Regions from separate parts of the Anser cygnoides genome. Here region 2 is linked to region 1. A link is a contact called in public Hi-C data. All regions are on one chromosome and are shown on one strand. Each heading gives the region's core, a stretch centred on a gene start, on an enhancer-like site or on the middle of the called end of the contact. The rest is flanking DNA. Distances are from core to core; before and after follow the strand shown.

Region 1 (4,239 bases), core at 446-2,945:
ACACACACACACACACACACACACACAAAATATCGCTCCCGACGTCTCACCTTGGGAAGCAGACATACTAATAGCATTACAGTACCTCTTTTCAGAGTGGCTAAAGTTGCTGCTATAAAGTCTGCCACATTGGCAGTTGCTTCCCTCCTCCAAAAAGCCCACCCTTCTGCATTTACATGGTCTTGTTGCAAAGCAATAGTTAAAAAAATAGCCTGACAGGAAGGGACACATTAGTGAATGAAAACAGCTGATTGCCACCTGGACTTTTGAGACAATCTCACAAGTGTTTCTATTTCAGAGTATGATGACACTCCACTGCTTTCTCAGCCTCAAAACTTTGGATGCAAGTCTCAGCCCAGAGACGACTTCTGCCTCAGGTTTAAAAGCACAACCCTGTAGCTGTTAGTGCATCTCCAACTGCAGCTTTTTACAACTTCATCTCTGGATTACTTCTATTTTTGTTGTTGTTATAATAATGGAGGAAAGAGAGAAGAGGGTTAGGAACTTTATGTCAAGACAACAACATCATGTGCCCTTTCTGACCACTGAGCGCCCTTAAGGACTCGCTTTCCAGTTCATATCCATAGCTGGCAAGCTGGGCCCAAAAGGCACCAAGCTAAGTTGATTTTGCAAAACTATCCTTGGCATTTGTCTCTGTTTAGACTCACGTAATAAATCTCTAGCTTTTTGCATTGTAAACAGATGAACATGCAAACAAGCAGAGGGAAATCAAAGCAGGGGATATCTTCTGGGAATTCTCAGAAGCGCACTACTCTATGCTGCAAAACAAACGTCGCACAGCACAGAGGCAGACTGAAACTTCAGCCCCTCCGTCCTAATGCCTGCAAATATTTTTGAACTTCTCTGACTACTGCATATGTATTTTATGTGCAATTCATGCATTATGATAAGGTAAGAGGCTGCCAAGAGGCACTCTCTTAAATACCAGGGTAGGTACGACTGATAAACTGAACCATTACGACACTTGAGGTGTGACATCTGTAGGATCAAACAAATCATACTGAGGTTAAATAAAATTCAGCTCATCAGATGCAGAAAAATAACCTCTTTTAATACAAGATTCTTTATTGTCATCTACCTTACTACACACAAAGTCACTGAGCTAGTCTAAAACGCAGCCACACTAGCGTGTGTGCGCTCTCACTGTTTCTTCAGCACCAGAAAGGGAGGTTTCATAGCTATACCTAAGCAAATGGCAAGCTGATTTGAATGTATGGCAATACCTCAAAGAAATATTGTCACATACAACCCCCTGGAAACCCCAAGACCTTCCCTGCGCTTCTGCTGGCAAGTTACAGAAAGCCTTCTGTATCTAACTACGCTCTTCTATGCTTTTTATAGCAAGTAACCATGAGCAAAATGGCCTAGGGCACTGTGACATTAGCCAGTATCATTTTACCATCTCAGTGTGTAATTATTTAGTCAGTTTTACCCTCAGGAGCCAACTCTCCTTTATTTTTTTTTCCTACAGCATTAGAGGGGAGGGAAGAATATTATGCCAGCAACAGACAGATCTTTACTGTTTCACACAAAAGTAGGAGTACAGTTTGTGATAAGCCTTTCAAAAAGCAAGAACCAAATACTCGCAATGCCTTCGATTTTAACATACAGTACAGTAGCTGTGTAAATTAGCTTCACTCTTGTTTTGAATAAGACCAAACAAACCAGAACAGGCCAAGACTGTGATTTATGTTATTACTGCCTTTGGCTAAAAAAAGCATCATTATGCTTGGAGAACACTGTGATCCCACAAATTAGGAAGAAGAAAATTGCGTGTTTCACTTTCATGCTTGAAAAACTTGTTTAATTAAGCACGTTCCTCCCTTTGCCCTCTTGACAGCTCTTTAAAAACAAATAAGAAAAAGACAACACAACTTCCAGTAAAATAGAAGTCCCAGGAAAAACTACTGGATGAACACCTTCAAGTTTCCCCTTAGGAATAAACCCCCCAGAGGTGTTGGATAGCTCTCCCCAGTTGCACAGGGACAGGAGCATTCAAGTGCCACATTCTGCCATGGTACAAGAACAGCAGATGGTTACACTCATTTCAGCATAACGGTAAAACAGATGAGCAAGAAAATCCCCCGAGTCCTGATCTCAATCTGGGAAAGGATGTGACCATTTGAGTGTGACAATTATTTAAGTCACCTCTTCTAATTCCCTGCACATTATTCCACGTGCATGTGTATTTTCCACTAGGCAAAGGTGATCCCTGGACAACAAGAAGATTCATTTCAAGACCTGAAGTTCCAAAACATATAGAAGTGAGAAACCCAGGCAAAAAATTCACCCAGGTTACCCCTTCTGCTCATGCTTTCATTTTAATTCTGCATTTGCATAAGAAATAGACACACAGATCAGTCCATCCATTGGAACCCAGCACCCTCCGTCTTCAAAATGCTAAGCAAAACCATGTCCACCTCTTCTCCAAACTTCTCTGGAATTACACAAAACACAAACAAAGATGGCTAAACTTGTTTTGTGTTTAGTTCAGATCTGTGTCAACACTTTTCAGGCTGCAGAGTTTTCATTCGTGTTCTCAAGACTGCTCTTCTCCATGCTGTTGATCTTGTCACATCCTGAGTAACCTTAGGACAAGATCTCTTCAAGCGGAGGTAAGGAAGGACCATCCAAGCTAAACTACACAGTTAAAGAGATATAAATAAGTTTCTCCATGATTTCTTTACCAGAGGCACTCAGCATAACAGGATGCAGAAGGCAAATACAAAAGAAAAATCACTCTGTGCTACACTGTATTGAAAGGAGTTTTACATGAACACTGAAGCATTTGAGTCTAAAAAAGCCCTGTTTCATTGCAAGCACCAGAAGTACTTTCTGTTGCTACATGCAAAAGTGAAGAGGTATGCATGGACACACTGAAAAGCAAGCAAGACATTATCACCTGGGATAGCACTATCAAACTCAATACACCTCCATTTATACCAGAGTTAGAAAATCCACTGAAAAAAAATAGATAAAAGTATCCCATATGCCCAGAGTTGAAGGCTCAGAGGTTTCAATTGGATAGCTCTCTGAATTAAGTGCATCACCGGACACATCACTCCCAGAAGTATTAAAAAAACAAACACAACAACAAGCAGTCAAGTGAGGAAAAATTTGTCCAAACGCAGTGGTTAAGAAACAGAATTCCATCGCAGCAGATGACGCCCACCTTCCCAGCTCCCGTTCACTCCCCTTACCATTTTGAAGGTCTGAGTAGCTTTTGTTTCCACAGTCCGTAGTATTCCTCGCAGACTCCTCATTCCTTTCACAATATTGCTAATGGGAAAGCAGGAAAAAAAATATCATAAAAAAAAAGCAAAAGAAAACGAGCACGTTAGATAGGAAATATTTTCATGGTGCACCAAAGCTGGGCAACAGACTTGGCATTCAAGCAAGCCAACAAAACCACCACTGAGCATGCAGTAGCGAGACGAGTCACTCCAAGGCAGACAGGACAATGGCACCGAGCGAGGCAGCGACTGTAGCATGCCTACTCCAGATGGCTTCCTAGGAGAAGATCACATTCACATTTGAGGAACAGAGGGGACATTTGGAAGCTTTTCATAGTTCATATTTATAAAGCAGATGCTTCTTCTTAAAAGCATCCACATCTCCTCTTCATACACACAGACTGCACTGGTTTGAATTATAGTGAGCTGATGGGATGCTTTTATGTGACGATTCCTTTTAGGTGGTGCTTAAATGCCTTGGGTCTGATGGTCCAAACGCATGATGAAATTACAGTGGTTTAAACAGTTTACTATTAGGCACCTAAAGTTGCAGGAACTGTCTGCAAGCACAGCTTAACCTACAATGAAAGTGGGTTAGGCTGAAAAAAATAAATCACATTCTGTGTACACGATGAGCAATTAAAGCAGTCTAGTTGCCAAACGGTATCTTAACCCTGTGTCCGAGCACTAAAAGAGATGGAGAGAGGAACGGTTGAACACTAGACATACTAGTTAGCACACTTGCAGCTTGCAAGGCTCTTCCACGTTAAGAACAAAGCCCTAACACCACAGTAACTCCAGAATAGTCTAGCTCACTTCCATCGAAGGGTGGAAGGACCCAAAGAATTACAAGCTACCAGTAAAGCAGCAATGCTGCACTGAATTAAAGACTTCCAGATAGGGAGTTGTACTGGTATATTAATTGCCACTTCAGCTTATTCCAATAAAGTTTTCCATGCAAGCATCACCTAGATTTCTTAAAAAA
Region 2 (4,239 bases), core at 1,216-3,715, 240 kb before region 1:
ATAACTCAAATGCCTGATTAGCTATTGTTTGTCCTTTAAATGCAGCATTTAAAAAGAAGCATAAGCTTCAAACCATTGGAGAGTTGTAGTTGTCTTTTTCTGAAGGTGTAGCAGCTCACATGGGAAACGCGATCCCCAATTCAGGGAGGGTGATAGGCAAGGAATCTTGTTAGCCAGGTGTTAGGATGCAGATATGTGCAGGTGGGGATTTATCTTTGGGTCATCCCTTGGCTATGCAGTATCCATGTGTTGCAGCCTTGGCCATAGAATTCTACTCCTCCTTAAATACAGCTGCTTGTGGAAGTATTGGAAAGACTTGAGGAATGAAATTACAAACGAGTAAAATGCTGGCATCCCGAACTTCACAGAGGACTTTCAAACCTGCTGAAATGTTTTGAGTGCCCAATTCCTCTTGTTCTAATGGTAAGTACTCATCTAATATATCCAAATGGCATTGAGAATCTCAGCCTCTGTGTATATTTACATATTGTCTCTGTATGTGTGACTTATACGCGCGTTCTTTCACACATGCATGTTTCTAAGCTAAAATTTCCATGTTTTGGTAGTGCTCTCATCACTGTGATGTCTGTTTTATTTCAGGGAGGAAAAAAAATCAAGTAGCTGCATCTTGTTTATTACCACTAAATATAACTTCTCTTCTACAGCAAGTGATTTTGTTTGCATGAACAGTGAGCCAAGGGAAAAAACCACAATATATCTTAGCCAGCTTCGGCAATCTAGTCTTGGTAGTGTTTAAGTAGTAAAGGGAAAGAACGCAGAAGAAAATGGATGGAAGTAAATGTTTGAGTTTTGCTATATGAGTCTGTAACTCTAAAAATCTCCTTAAGTTACAAAGCTTTAAAGGAACACGAAATACTGGAAAAAAAGAGCAGAAAGGAATTGCTTATATAGGGGTGAACTTGCAAATAGACATCATTATTGCATCGTAACCAGCATCCGTCCTTATCTATAACCGAAGTAATATTGCTGTCATATTTTAAGTAGTGAATTCTACTGTTAAGTTCTTGCGGCCAGGGTTTTTTCTTTTTATGTGTATAAACCACTTTACGTGAAGTTTTGTCTGGACAACGTAACTGCTGTGGAAGTATGGTATGGTTTTGGTGCTGTGGTGCACTTCACTGGTGCGCTTTGCTAGGGAGACTTGCTGGTAATTTGTTAGTCTGGGTCAACGTCTATTAAGTCGTTAAAGCAGAAGAAAACATACGAAAGATGGAACAGTCAAGGCTGTGGTGGTCTATCCAACGGAACTGCAAACCATGGGTGTATGACAATCCAAAATACAAAGCCTCAAAAGCAAAAATGTAGCAAGGGATCAGCATATGGTCAGTTTTCTGTGTATGTACAAAATGTGTGCGGACTTCAAGAGTTAGAAGGAGAAGCAAGAAATCTAAGCCTACTGTTTCTAGCTGTCTTGTTCCAACTTAGACCAGTTTATGACATAGTCTGAATCTAATATGTAGTGTGCGTGTTAGTCCTATCTTGCTTGATACTTCCTTCTCAGAAGTTTTATAAATGTATTACAGCAGAGGGCAGTAGGAACCTACCTCTGCTTGGAGTTGTTTTGTATCACAAGCGTGTTAGTACGTGTTTTTCCCCTCCGCTCCTTGTCCTTGCTGTGATGATATTCAAAGGCTAGATAAAGCTGATAGAGGGGAGCTGCCACAACTGTTGCCACAGATCTAGAGAGTGCAAGGTCTGTGCTTGTGGATTCATTTCTAGTCATCGAACTGATTCTGTAGATTTGAGGTATGCTCTGAGGGATTCGGGCCCAGGCTGATGGCTGTAACTGGGTAATTTCTACCTCCGTTCAGAATCCTGTAGCAGCAGAAGGGAAATTATGTGCCAAACTACACAGCTTATCCTGAAGCATGTTTTCCTGCCAGTTGCTGAAGTCTCTCAATCCTCTACTGAAATACTTGCTTCTAGTTTCCCTGCATAATATCTAGGGTCAAAAACCAGGCTTCAAAAGCACATGCATTCAGAGAAGAAAAAGGCAATGCTGCAAGGCATCTTCAGCTGGGAACCGCTCAGATCCATACATCATGGTGATGTCAGCAGTGCCAGGATTACCTCCGCTCTGTACATCTCCTCTCTTTATTCTCCGCTCACTCTCAGCGTCTTCTGTCAGTGCTCAGGAGCCACCGCAGTTCACTTGGGTTTGGCTGTCATTGCCTCCCGTCAGTTCAAATTAGTGTTCCAGTACTGCAAGCCGTCTCAGTAGGTTTGGGGTTTCCCTCCCGTCCTGTTTTTATTTCCTGGTGGGGGATATGCACGTACGCCCTCTTCTCTGGTTCCGTGGGCTCGTGTCTCGGCAGCGCACGCGTGCATGGCCGCCTCTGAGCATAGTGCCGGTTCACAGCTGAGATCAGCAGCAGCTTTGGAACTTGCTCCCTCTCCTTTGATTGGAAGTAGCCTGGGTCTGCTGAGCTTCCAGAGAACATTGCACAGCTCAGCTTTCCCCCGCCCCCGGCTCCTCCAGGCGTGCGAGAGTGTGCGCGTGGGAAGGAGGGAGTTGTCATTGTGAAGAATTGTTCAGAAGTGGGGGATTTACTCACTTCCTAGTTTGCTGGTGAGGATCTGTCTTATGCTTTGCTACACCTAGGTTGTATTTTTTCAACTTTTGTTTCTGATAACTGTAGTATGTGTACAGATGGACTTACTGAAAGATACTACCACTTGCACGGACCTCATAGGGGTGCTATGGACATGTCTGTCTATAGATATTCCTAGTGCTTGCAGTTACTCACGTTTGTTAAACTGAGATGCTACTGGGTAGGCTGGTTTCTTTTTTGTCCTTTTCCTTCGTTTGTGTTATACTTGTAAAAGAATCTTTGAATCTGGGACCCACATACCAGAATGATCCACAAAGCGGGTTGCTTCTGAGGCCAGACCCAGTCCCATCTGCAAAAGGATAAAGGCAGGCTGCTCTCTGTATGGTTGCTCAGAACTATTCAAGGGTGGAAAATGTGAGAAGTAAGAAGTGAGCTGCAGCTTTAAAAAAAAAATAAAAAAATCCAGCCAACGTTATATTTTGTTCTGGTGTTCTTCTTTCCCTGTTACTGAGATTAGACACACCAGATGAAGTCCCATTTTGGGTAGATGACTGTCTTGTGGGAAGAGCACCAAGAGGGGAGTCAGGGAAATAAATTTTTCAAGGCTTTTAGTTTGGTAATGCCTGTAGCTTGTCATGTTGTAGCATTGTCCTAAGTCCAGCACTGCATAATCGCCACTCTATGTTCAGCGGACCCCTTTGTGCCACGCTATTGTGCCACAGAGGCACCAGGGCATACTTGAAGGCCTGTCTGCCTGCTTCTCTGAGAGTCGTGCCAAGGACACCCTGATACAGGAACTACCCACTAGGGACTGTGAATGGAATATGCATCTCCCTAGTCTGTTTTCAAAGCTAAACATCCCTACAAAATTCCTTTTAGAAACCAGTTTCACTGTGCATAGCTATAAAGATTGATTTAACCAAACGATGCTAAAAAATCCCCCAAATTGATCACTTGACCAATTAGTGACATGATTGCAAAATAGGAAGTAAGTGATTGTTCCCTTAAAACATAAAAATGTGGACAGACAAGTGTGTACTGAAGATATATTTAAGCCCAGATTTCATACTTGGACCTGAGGGAACAGCAAATGGCATAAAACAGACATGTACAATTTTAAGAATTCTTTAAAAATGCTTTGTTTGGTATGTTATCACAGTTTCACCATGAAATGTGAAGAATGCAAGTTGAAACGAACCTCTGTTCTCAGCCCAGCCTGTTGGGCAGATGGGTATCAAAAAGCTGTTTTCTTCTTAGGGGCATCAGAAAACTGAATGATTCATCCTGTAGAACATACTGGGGCTGTGAAGACAATAAGCACAGCTGATTAAAGGGAATTTTTGCATTTAAATCTGAACTTGCTGCTTTGTCAATGTAGGTTTTTTTGTGTGAATATTTGCACTGGCTCTGTTCCACTTTTTAAGGGGAGACAAGAATCACTAAGGCTGTGGGGGAGAAGCTAAACCACATTACTCTCATCTAATTCAGAGCACTGCATATGCTGTGTGGTACCCAGTAAGGTAATTCTTCTCTTATGAAGTCATGGTGCAGTGGTACCTTGCTTACCATGTTTAAGTAAGTGCCACTTACTAGCAGAAAATAGTAAAAATAATCAGCTGCTCAAAAGGCGAGAGCAAAATTACTAAATAAAGAACTGAAATTCTTT

Evidence for each region. A called contact is a pair of places that touch in the nucleus more often than the background predicts.
Region 2: a Hi-C map of granulosa cells shows a contact between it and region 1, with 2.8 times the contacts expected there. The contact joins two enhancer-like sites. A contact is called at or near these places in 3 of 7 Hi-C or Micro-C datasets (granulosa cells and liver).

The regions. Positions count from the first base shown.
Region 1 is chr3:30,283,502-30,287,740 of Taihu_goose_T2T_genome, reverse strand. It overlaps TTC7A (tetratricopeptide repeat domain 7A), which reads right to left. Exons shown (of 20, transcript XM_048079466.2): 6 at 3,222-3,300. Among named protein-coding and RNA genes, the nearest start is that of MCFD2, 31 kb to the right of the region's middle. Within about 2 kb of position 1,695, at least 1 of the 3 cell types and tissues checked has open chromatin away from gene starts, as enhancers often do.
Region 2 is chr3:30,527,642-30,531,880 of Taihu_goose_T2T_genome, reverse strand. No RefSeq gene overlaps it. Among named protein-coding and RNA genes, the nearest start is that of PPP1CB, 46 kb to the left of the region's middle. Within about 2 kb of position 2,465, at least 1 of the 3 cell types and tissues checked has open chromatin away from gene starts, as enhancers often do.